Linked DNA regions of Zea mays: regions 2 and 3 are each linked to region 1. Evidence: chromatin contacts called from public Hi-C data. All regions are on one chromosome and are shown on one strand. The core of a region is the stretch at or near the end of the contact, and the rest is flanking DNA. Distances in the headings are between cores, read along the strand shown.

What was found. A called contact is a pair of places that touch in the nucleus more often than the background predicts.
Region 2: a Hi-C map of leaf shows a contact between it and region 1, with 5 times the contacts expected there. The contact joins the promoter of LOC103632138 here to the promoter of LOC100282880 in region 1. A contact is called at or near these places in 3 of 25 Hi-C or Micro-C datasets (ear, leaf and tassel).
Region 3: a contact with region 1 is called in a Hi-C map of ear, with 4 times the contacts expected there. The contact joins the promoter of LOC103632137 here to the promoter of LOC100282880 in region 1. A contact is called at or near these places in 4 of 25 Hi-C or Micro-C datasets (ear, leaf and tassel).

Annotation. Positions count from the first base shown.
Region 1 is chr7:22,148,521-22,151,493 of Zm-B73-REFERENCE-NAM-5.0, reverse strand. It overlaps LOC100282880 (ribosomal proteinS12 (homolog)), which reads left to right and starts at 1,371. Exons shown (of 5, transcript NM_001155786.2): 1 at 1,371-1,447; 2 at 1,533-1,581; 3 at 2,314-2,605. The coding sequence starts at 1,577.
Region 2 is chr7:22,390,250-22,393,222 of Zm-B73-REFERENCE-NAM-5.0, reverse strand. LOC103632138 (protein LURP-one-related 10) reads left to right here and starts at 1,429. Exons shown (of 3, transcript XM_008653976.4): 1 at 1,429-2,003; 2 at 2,081-2,317; 3 at 2,408-2,664. The coding sequence starts at 1,728. The coding sequence ends at 2,548.
Region 3 is chr7:22,296,245-22,299,217 of Zm-B73-REFERENCE-NAM-5.0, reverse strand. LOC103632137 (nitrile-specifier protein 5) reads right to left here and starts at 1,399. Exons shown (of 2, transcript XM_008653975.4): 1 at 1,117-1,399; 2 at 1-409. The coding sequence starts at 1,302.

The DNA of each region.
Region 1 (2,973 bases), core at 122-2,621:
GCAATCCGATGTAAACGAACAAGGCTCTAGTTGGATTGCTACCTTGTTCCAACTCGATCCATTGGTGGGGACAAAAATTATTGGCCGACCGGATAAGAATCTAGAGGTTTAGACTGTCTTACGAGCATGATCCCATTACAAGTTGAAGAGTTGCAGGACACGAACAATTTCGCCCGACGCATTGCAGTCATAGAGTAGCAGAATATCTTGTGTGTGCAGTCAAATATCAACACATGTACCTTATCCATCCTAGGTCTAACTGAGGTGAAGCTTGTTTGGTTGGGTCCCGGCCTAAACACATGAACTTTCTCTCTGCACCATGTGTTCGCCAATATTTAATGATGCTACCACTTTCAAACCTACCTCTCAAAATGTGTCCATCGATCAATTTCTACATGAAGTCCTTCATGACTTTCTCCATCATCTACTAGCTCCACACGTTGGCCCTTCTCCCTCACACAAACATTAGACTCACCATTTTTTCACTTCTAGTTTACATAAACAAAAACAAAAAAAAAGAGAGGAGGAGGAGCTAGAAAATCATATCAATCATTTGGGTCTAGCTTGAGTACTTCATTAGGCAATGTAGCGTGGCAACTGTATGTTGGGGCCGAGAACAAAATCCTGACCTATTCGGGAATGACTACTTAATTGTAAGGATACGTCTGTTCGACAAGTATGGCACAACTGCACATAACCTGTTGTATCTCTATATTCAAGTCGGCTACATGTAGTGCGTTAGTGTCTTCTTTCTCGACCTGCCATCTCCAAAGCCCAAACTCATAATGAGTTCCACTCAGAAATTTGGGGCATGGTTATTGAATCAAAATGAAAAGTTAGCACACACCTATACAGTGGATGATGAGGAGGACGATACTCTTAACACGCGCTAAGAGGGAGCAACACCCTTACGTCGGTGCTACAACGAGGATCAGTGGGGGAATGTCGGCTCTCTAAAACCTCGGTAAAACATTGAGTAGTCTTCTAATCCTTACCTTAGTACTACATATATTTACTCTTGAGCAATTCAAGTTAAGTGTTTGCATTCTTAAAATTATTATGCTAGTGTATAGTATTGGAAATTAGGGTACAAAACTTCGTATCACATCATTATCTAGTTAGGTGAAGTTATACTACTGATTAGGATTTAAATTGCACAATATTTTTTTGAAAAGCCTAAGGCACAAGAAAGTTAACCATGCGCGGCAGTCGCCGAACCTCAGCACGGCCGTTGCTGCACACGGCTTTACGGCCTCAGATGGCGAGGAGAGCTGCTCGCTCGGACTAATAAAGGCCCATACAGGTCCGGCTATATTTAGCCCACAAAGGCCTATACAGGCCTGGCTCGACGAGCCGGCAGCCCGGCACTTATAATTCCGCCTTCTCCCACCTGTCTCACACCCTCTAGCCAAAACCCTAGCAGCCGCCCGGTGCTCCCTCTCTGCAGGTGGCGGCGCGCTCCCCTCGCCTCGTTTGTTCTTCCTCCCGTCTCCCTCACTAATCGCTACTGACTTTTCTCTTGCCTGATCCAGATCTCCCTTCGCAGCCGCCGAGGAACCCCTTCACAGCGCGGAAGATGGCGTAAGTCTCCCAACCGATATCTTTTCCATGCTCGTTTCAGGGATCTTGGTCCGGTTAGCGAAATTTTAGTTCCGGATTGGTATGACGCTAGAATCGTTCTGCTTGATGCGTGTTTTCCGTAATTGTTACGGGTAGGGGTACCAATATACTAATAGCTCGGTAGATTAGTTGCGCTACTATTGGGATGAAATGATTATCCTGCTACTATGCTGTCTTCCCTGGGCCAAACTTGGTAAAGGCATGTTCATCACTATTTGTGCTCTGGAATCTAAGTGCATTCGTAACACATTGTTGGATCAAAAGTGTGCAATTCAAGCTTCCAATGTTTTCATGCTAAATGTCCTGCTGACCAAACCGAACTGAGGTTTTGATGGTTAATTGTGTTGTTAGTTAGGTGTATTTTTCTGTGGTTTGCGTTATCTATGTACTTAATTGAGAGATGAATGTTTCTGTCTCAATTGATTGTTGTTATTAATTTATCATCATCATCAGCATATCAAAGACTGTAAAAACGAACCTCACTTTATATGCTTTTAAGTTCTGCTGGCTTCTTACCTATGTCCTGTTGCTTATTAAGCACTAGAGCCTCCCAATTACTGAGTACTACTAGTATTGAAATGTTTCATCTTGGTGCGGTATATGTTGATACTCATCTAGCCTTTGCAAAATTGTTTGTTATAGTTATTGCTTTTTGCTCCTGCATTGTCAATTCACCAAATTCTGGTTTGGCAGTGAACAGGAGGCCCCAGTCGCGGTTGAGGCACCAACCCCAGTTCTTGGGGAGCCTATGGACTTGATGACTGCTCTGCAGCTCGTGATGAAGAAGTCAAGTGCTCATGACGGTCTTGTGAAGGGTCTCCGTGAGGCTGCCAAGGCCATCGAGAAGCACGCCGCTCAGCTTTGCGTGCTTGCTGAGGACTGTGACCAGCCAGATTACGTCAAGTTGGTGAAGGCACTCTGCGCTGAGCACAATGTTCACCTGGTCACTGTTCCTGCCGCTAAGACTCTTGGCGAGTGGGCCGGGGTGAGTTAAGAGTCTCTTTCTCTAAAACTTGTGCTGCTTTTTACATAGTATGATTGTTGCTGCCTATATAGTGTTACTGGATTACTCATTTGAACATTCATTTCATAACTTCCAATGCTTTAAGTTATGCTTGATAGGGGAAAGTTTACTATCGTTTGTAAGAGCATCTCTATGTGTCTTTCTAAAATTTACTTTCTAAATCATCATTTAGAGTCATTTGAATAAAAATAGTTTTCTATATATTTTTATTCTTCAACATCTTTTCTTTATCTTATGTACACTCTAGAGAGATATCCTCACCATCCATATTTGACTAGCGAGAAGTGCTGAACAGAGGATGGCTATATTTAGATATCCAGTTAGAGAAG
Region 2 (2,973 bases), core at 180-2,679, 240 kb before region 1:
CTTCTATTGGGCGCAATAAAATCCTTTAATATTTACAAAACGACAAATATAAATTGTAGTCAAACACTTATAGCCGCACTTGATACCAAGCTAAAAAGTTTTTTCTAACATTTTGCACTTGATATCACTTAGTGTCGGGTAAGATAAAAGTTTGGGACAAAAAAAAAAGACTTTAGAACCTATATTAGAGCAGTGGCTTCTTCGAGCTGTCAAAAAATTAACATTTATAGTCTCTTGATGAATGCGTCTATGGCGGCGTGGCCACGCAGGATTGTGGCAGCACGAAGATGTCAATTCATTTCATAGGTCTATATCGGTTCGTTTCTTAACCTCAAAAATATTTAATATAAACGGATACTTGATGAATACTCAGGGCGTGTACAACGTAGAGACCCTAAAATAGTTTTTCAAAATATAAGAAAAAACATTATATAACTCTAATAATCCTCTATATCATAAATAAATTTAAGAGACAATAAGTATAGAAAATCTTGAAAAGACGGACTTTTGATCTTTTTTTTATTTAACCGCCCTATACATCCCTCGAGAGACGCCTCAATTAAGGCCATGTACAATCACATTAATTGAGGGTTCTCTATGGGGTTAAGTGAAAGAAAATTAAGAGACGGTCTCTTCACGAAGACCCCCTCTCATCACGACTTTTTATACTTATTGTTTTTAACGGCATTTATGATCTATGGGCTTAAGGTTATATCATGTAGTCTCTTAGTTATCTCATATATTTACAAAACCGTTCTAGCATCTCTAGATTTGTACATGCCTTATAGTTAGAGGCGGGTCCCATAAGTTTGGAGGCTCCGGGCGGTTGCCCCTTGCTCACTCTATAGAACTAGCCCTAGACATGTTTAAATGGTCATGCCGGTCGGTCTGACCTAGACACGGCTAGGCTCGGCACGACGGGACTTAGTCTAAGCCCGACACGGTTTAGTATCATGTCGGGCCGACCTACGGGCTGTTTGAAGCGGCCAAGGCCTAGCACGGTTGTTCTTACATGGACCATGCTGACCAAGGCACGCCCGCCCTAGTAGTGGCAGGCTAGGCCCGAGCTTATAAACAGAAAAAAAAACACTACAAAATTCATATTTATTCTAAATTCAATAGATTACATTTAAAATTTTAGATACATACTTAAACACAAAATTTTATATAAGCACATAAACACATATCACATTTTATTATACTCCCATATAACAAACAGAAGTATAAGTATTATTATACCTAAAAATAGACTAGACGTTACTGAACTTCTTGTGCCTACACCGTAGACCATACTAGCGGTCCAAGCCCGACATAGCTACCGGACCACGTGTCGCCGGGCCGGGCCATTTGGCCCTGGGATCGATGTCCTGCTATGCCAGTGGCGAGTGGCGACAACCGAAGAAGAACAGCAGACCTCTGCATGTCATTGTCATTATGCTTATGCATGCGTAGTATTTGCTTCTTTCGGAGGCCTGTTTGTAAACCCCAGCAGACGACCAACCAAAAACCAATCCTTCTCGATCGGTAGATCTTTTCTGAGGCTCAGAGTAACCTTTTGTGGTTCTCTGTTTAAAATAGAGTTGCCAACTTTTGTGGTGTGGATCAGCTCACTTTGCGCGGCGGTGGCTGGCAGTAATACTGTGCATTCCTTCTTGGCGTGTTGCGTGTAGCATAGCATAGGAGCGTTGTGTATCAGCAAGAAGACGACCCTTGGTACTTGGTAATAGATGGCAGCACCTCCGTCCATGCCGGCGCCGCCGCCGCCGGAGCCAAGCGGAGGCATCGTATCCCCCGTGGCGGTGGTGGCCTCGCATTTCTGCGCGCCCTACGTGGTGCAGCTGGCGGTGAAGGAGAAGAAGGTGAGCCTCCGGGAAGGCGACTTCACCATCACCGACACCAACGGCGCCGTCGTGGTCACGGTCAAGGGTGCCTTGATCAGCATCCACAACCGCCGCCGCCTCCTCGACGCCGCCGGCAACCCCCTCCTCTGCCTGCGCGAGAAGGTACTGCGGCTAGGCAATTAATAGACCGAATCGAACATACAACAAGCAGCAATGGCTCTGCTGATCTGCATTGGCAGGTAATCAGCATGCACAACACGTGGGAAGCGTACAGAGGGGACAGCACGAGATCGAGCGACCTGCTCTTCACCGCCAAGAAATCCTCCATCATCCAGCCGTTCAAGACCGAGATGCTCATCTACCTGGCCTCCAACACCTCGCACGAGGCCTGCGACTTCATCATGAAGGGCAGCTTCAAGGAGAGGTCCTGCTCTTTCTACCTCGGCGGCAACAACTCCAACGCCTTGATCGCTAAAGTGAGTATATATAATATATATATACAAAAATGATGAGGTGCGCCGCTTCAGAGAGAATATTTTTTTTTCCCCATCCGCTTCGATCTGCAGATGCACCGCGAGCACAGCGCCACGAGCATGTTGCTGGGAAAGGACTACTTCAGCCTCACCGTGTTCCCGAACGTCGACTACGTGTTCATCTCGGCGCTTGTGGTCATCCTGCAGGAAATTCACACGGACAAAAATGACTGAATGCACACCACAGGTGTCATACATATGGTCATCCTTCTGTTCTCCCTAGTGTAACCTTATATAATAATCTTATGTATATTGAGGATTGCATATATAGAGACTTCAAAGCTTCTTCACTTCAAAGCTCCCTAGTGTAACCTTAATAATCTTACGCCCCGTTTGGATCACTGGAATTGAATTCCATTCTAATAATAGTAATTTAGGCATATATCAATTAAGCTAATTCACTTGTATACAAAATATATTTGTATACTATTATTAGCAAGATGTCCTAGATATTTATGTGCTACATTTTTACTATAGAGGAGTAGAACGAAGAGTGTCATGTAAGTTATAGATTAGAAACAAATTCTAATCATGCATAAAATCATTTCCTATCCTTCACCCTATGAATTTGAGATAGGCTTATATCTGAACTTTGAAAA
Region 3 (2,973 bases), core at 150-2,649, 150 kb before region 1:
CGTCGCCGCACCCGCCGAACACGTACACCCGCCCCGCGCCCGCGTCCGCCGCCATGGAGTGGTAGCTGCGGTGCGGCGGGCCGTCGGCGCCGGACGACAGCAGCGTCCACGCCCGCGTCGCCGCGTCGAAGGCGTAGAGCTCGTTCAGCTCCTTGTGCTCCAGGTCGCGCCCGCCGAACGTGAACACCGTGCCGCCCGCGGCCGCCATGGTCACGCCCACGCGCGGCGGCGGCACGTCGCCCGTCGCGTCCAGCGCCGACCACGTCTGGGTGTTGAGGTCGAAGGCGTACATGGTGCTGTCAACCGGGACGCGCGGGGTGAGCTCGCCGCCGAACGAGTAGGCCGTGCCCCCGAGCAGCGTGATGGCGTGGGAGCTCCGTGCTCCCGGACCGGCGCCCTTCTGCTCCATCTGGGTGAAAAGCATTGAAATTGCAAGCATAATAAGCGAGACATCCACAATTAATCTCTCCACCCCGTTGAAACCAAATTCTGAGGCTCAAATTTCGCAGAAATGAAATCAGAATTCTAAGAATTGTGACATCCTTGTGATTTGGTTCAGATCAAGTGACTAATAAGCAACAGTGGCCATACGACTGCGGACTGCAAGGTTTTGAGGCTCAAAAGTTCAGCAGAAGTTGCAACAACTAAGGATTGGCAACTGTGGAGTCGGGGGCATACAGCTGCAAAAGAAGCTCGTTGACTCGAGCAGAACTTGGGCATCACCGACTTCCCTGTCAGCATGCCTTTGACACTAGGAAGACGAAGATCCATTGAAGACGGAATGGAAACTTCCTCGTCAACGCCACCCACCAATCCCGCAATCAATCCCCCTTTGTAGATCACATAGGGCTCCAGAGTCCAGTTCCCCGACCATCCGAGTGGGTGGGTTACTATCGCCAACTGATCCCAACTCACTTTTGAACCTAATATCAAAGATGGCTTGCAAAACTCCACTCAAGAAACAAACAAATCCTTCCGCGAACCAAAAACCAAGCTTAAATCCGATTCAAACATCAGGAACGTCTCCAAAAAAGCTACACCTGCCGGTGCGAATTCGACGGATGAATAAGTTAAAGAGAGAATCGGAGGAGGAAGACGAAGGCTAGGCAAGCAAACCTTCACCCAAGTTCCTGCCATTGACGCTCCCACAAAGCTCTGCTCCGCTTCCTCTGCTTTCCCGTGCTTTGGTGGTGTCAGTGATGTTGAGGGGGGGGCTCTCGCTCTCACTTTTGAGGTGCAGAGGATGGTGGCGTCCTCGTCACATGCTGACATGCCGGAGCAGAACAGCGTGAATCTGGCCATCGCTGGCTCGCTGCCGGGCACAATTTTTCTATTCAGCCACCGAGCTTGGTTGGCACTTGGCAATTGTTTTCGGTTTCTCGGAGGAAGAGGGTGTCTGTCTATTTGGTTTGCTTACGTGTTTTGACGTAGACATTATATATTTGAAATAATTAGATCTATACCATTAAAAAAATATAATTTTAGATATATACCACTAACTTTACATCTTATGGACTCATATAAACCCTAAACCCTTTATTTAGCACAGCCTTTAGACTATTTGTAGGGGTTTCTTAAATTTCTTTCTTTATATCATTTTTTGTGTCACATCATCAATATTTCTGTTGGGGCGAAACCGAAGACACCACCCTTCGCTCGATGCCTTCGCCGTCCTCGCTGCACCAACGGAGACAAGACAACGGACAGACTCACCCTTCGTCCCATACGTCACCGGACGAAGACCTGTGACGAGGTCGTCTCATATTGCGACCTCGTCCAGCATGGAGGCCCACGTGTGATCCAGCCCATTGTAACAGGCTCTGCGTGGCCGCTACGCATTACGGGCCTAATTTGTAAAGGCATCCCTGTAATTACGGTCTGTAACCCCGCTTTATGGGAATATTCCGGGGATAACATAGGTGTCTGAGGGCACATGCGTCCTTAACACAGGACGATGGGCACACAGATACCTATAAATACCCCCGCACAGTGCCCTTGAGAGGCTAGATTAACAGAGCTATTGCCATCTCGTGCAAAAACCCTGTTTGCGTTGCTACACTCCCCCGTTGGATCAATTTGCATCAGAGAGCAAGTTCCAACAATTTCATCCATACTTTTTCACCTTTCGTGGCAGGTTCCCCTAAATTCTCTTCATATATCTCACTACAACTATAAAATATCATCTTATATACCTATTTTTTATCCACTATCAATTTTTTTCCAACTACCAAACTCCAAAAACTACTGTTGCATGCCAGGAAGGGGTCGGCGCGCCCTCACACTTGATCTGACGGACGCCGATTTGGTCCCCTTCTACTGTAGCGCGAAGAAGACGCTTTAGCGTCAGGCGGTGCGGCGTATAGGGGCTGCTTGTTGCCCCTACAGGAGGGGAGAGGGGGCACATAGCCTTATGTATAGCTAGAGATGGCCAAACGGGCTGTTCGGCCCGGCCCGGGCCAGGCACGGTTAGGAAATCGGGCCGGGCCTTATAAGCCCGCGGGCTTGATTCTCTGTCCGAGCCCGGCCCACAGCGGGCCTAAACGGCTCGGGCCAGCCCGTTTAGCACGAAAAAAGCGGGCCGAAAGCGGGCTAAGCGGCCAAAAAACACGTTTTAGTTTAAAAAAAGCGGGCTTAACGTGCTTAGAGGTAAACGGCCGTGCCGGGCTAGCCCACCGTGCCTAGTTTCCTGTCCGAGCCCGGCCCGCTTATTCATGTCAGGCCGACCGGGGCCCGCATAGAACCGGGCCGTGCCGAGCTCGGACCGGGCTCAAACAGCGGGCTTCGTGCCAGGCTCGCGGGCCTCGTGCTTATTGGCCATCTATATGTATAGCTATACTATCAGCTATTTTTTTATTTCCTTTCGAAATAGCTTAGGTTATCTTAGCAGCTCATGCATCTCTATCTTCTTTTTTAAACACCGCTTTATATATAATACGGCCTGTTGAACGCTAAAAAGAGCAGTGCGAACGGTCC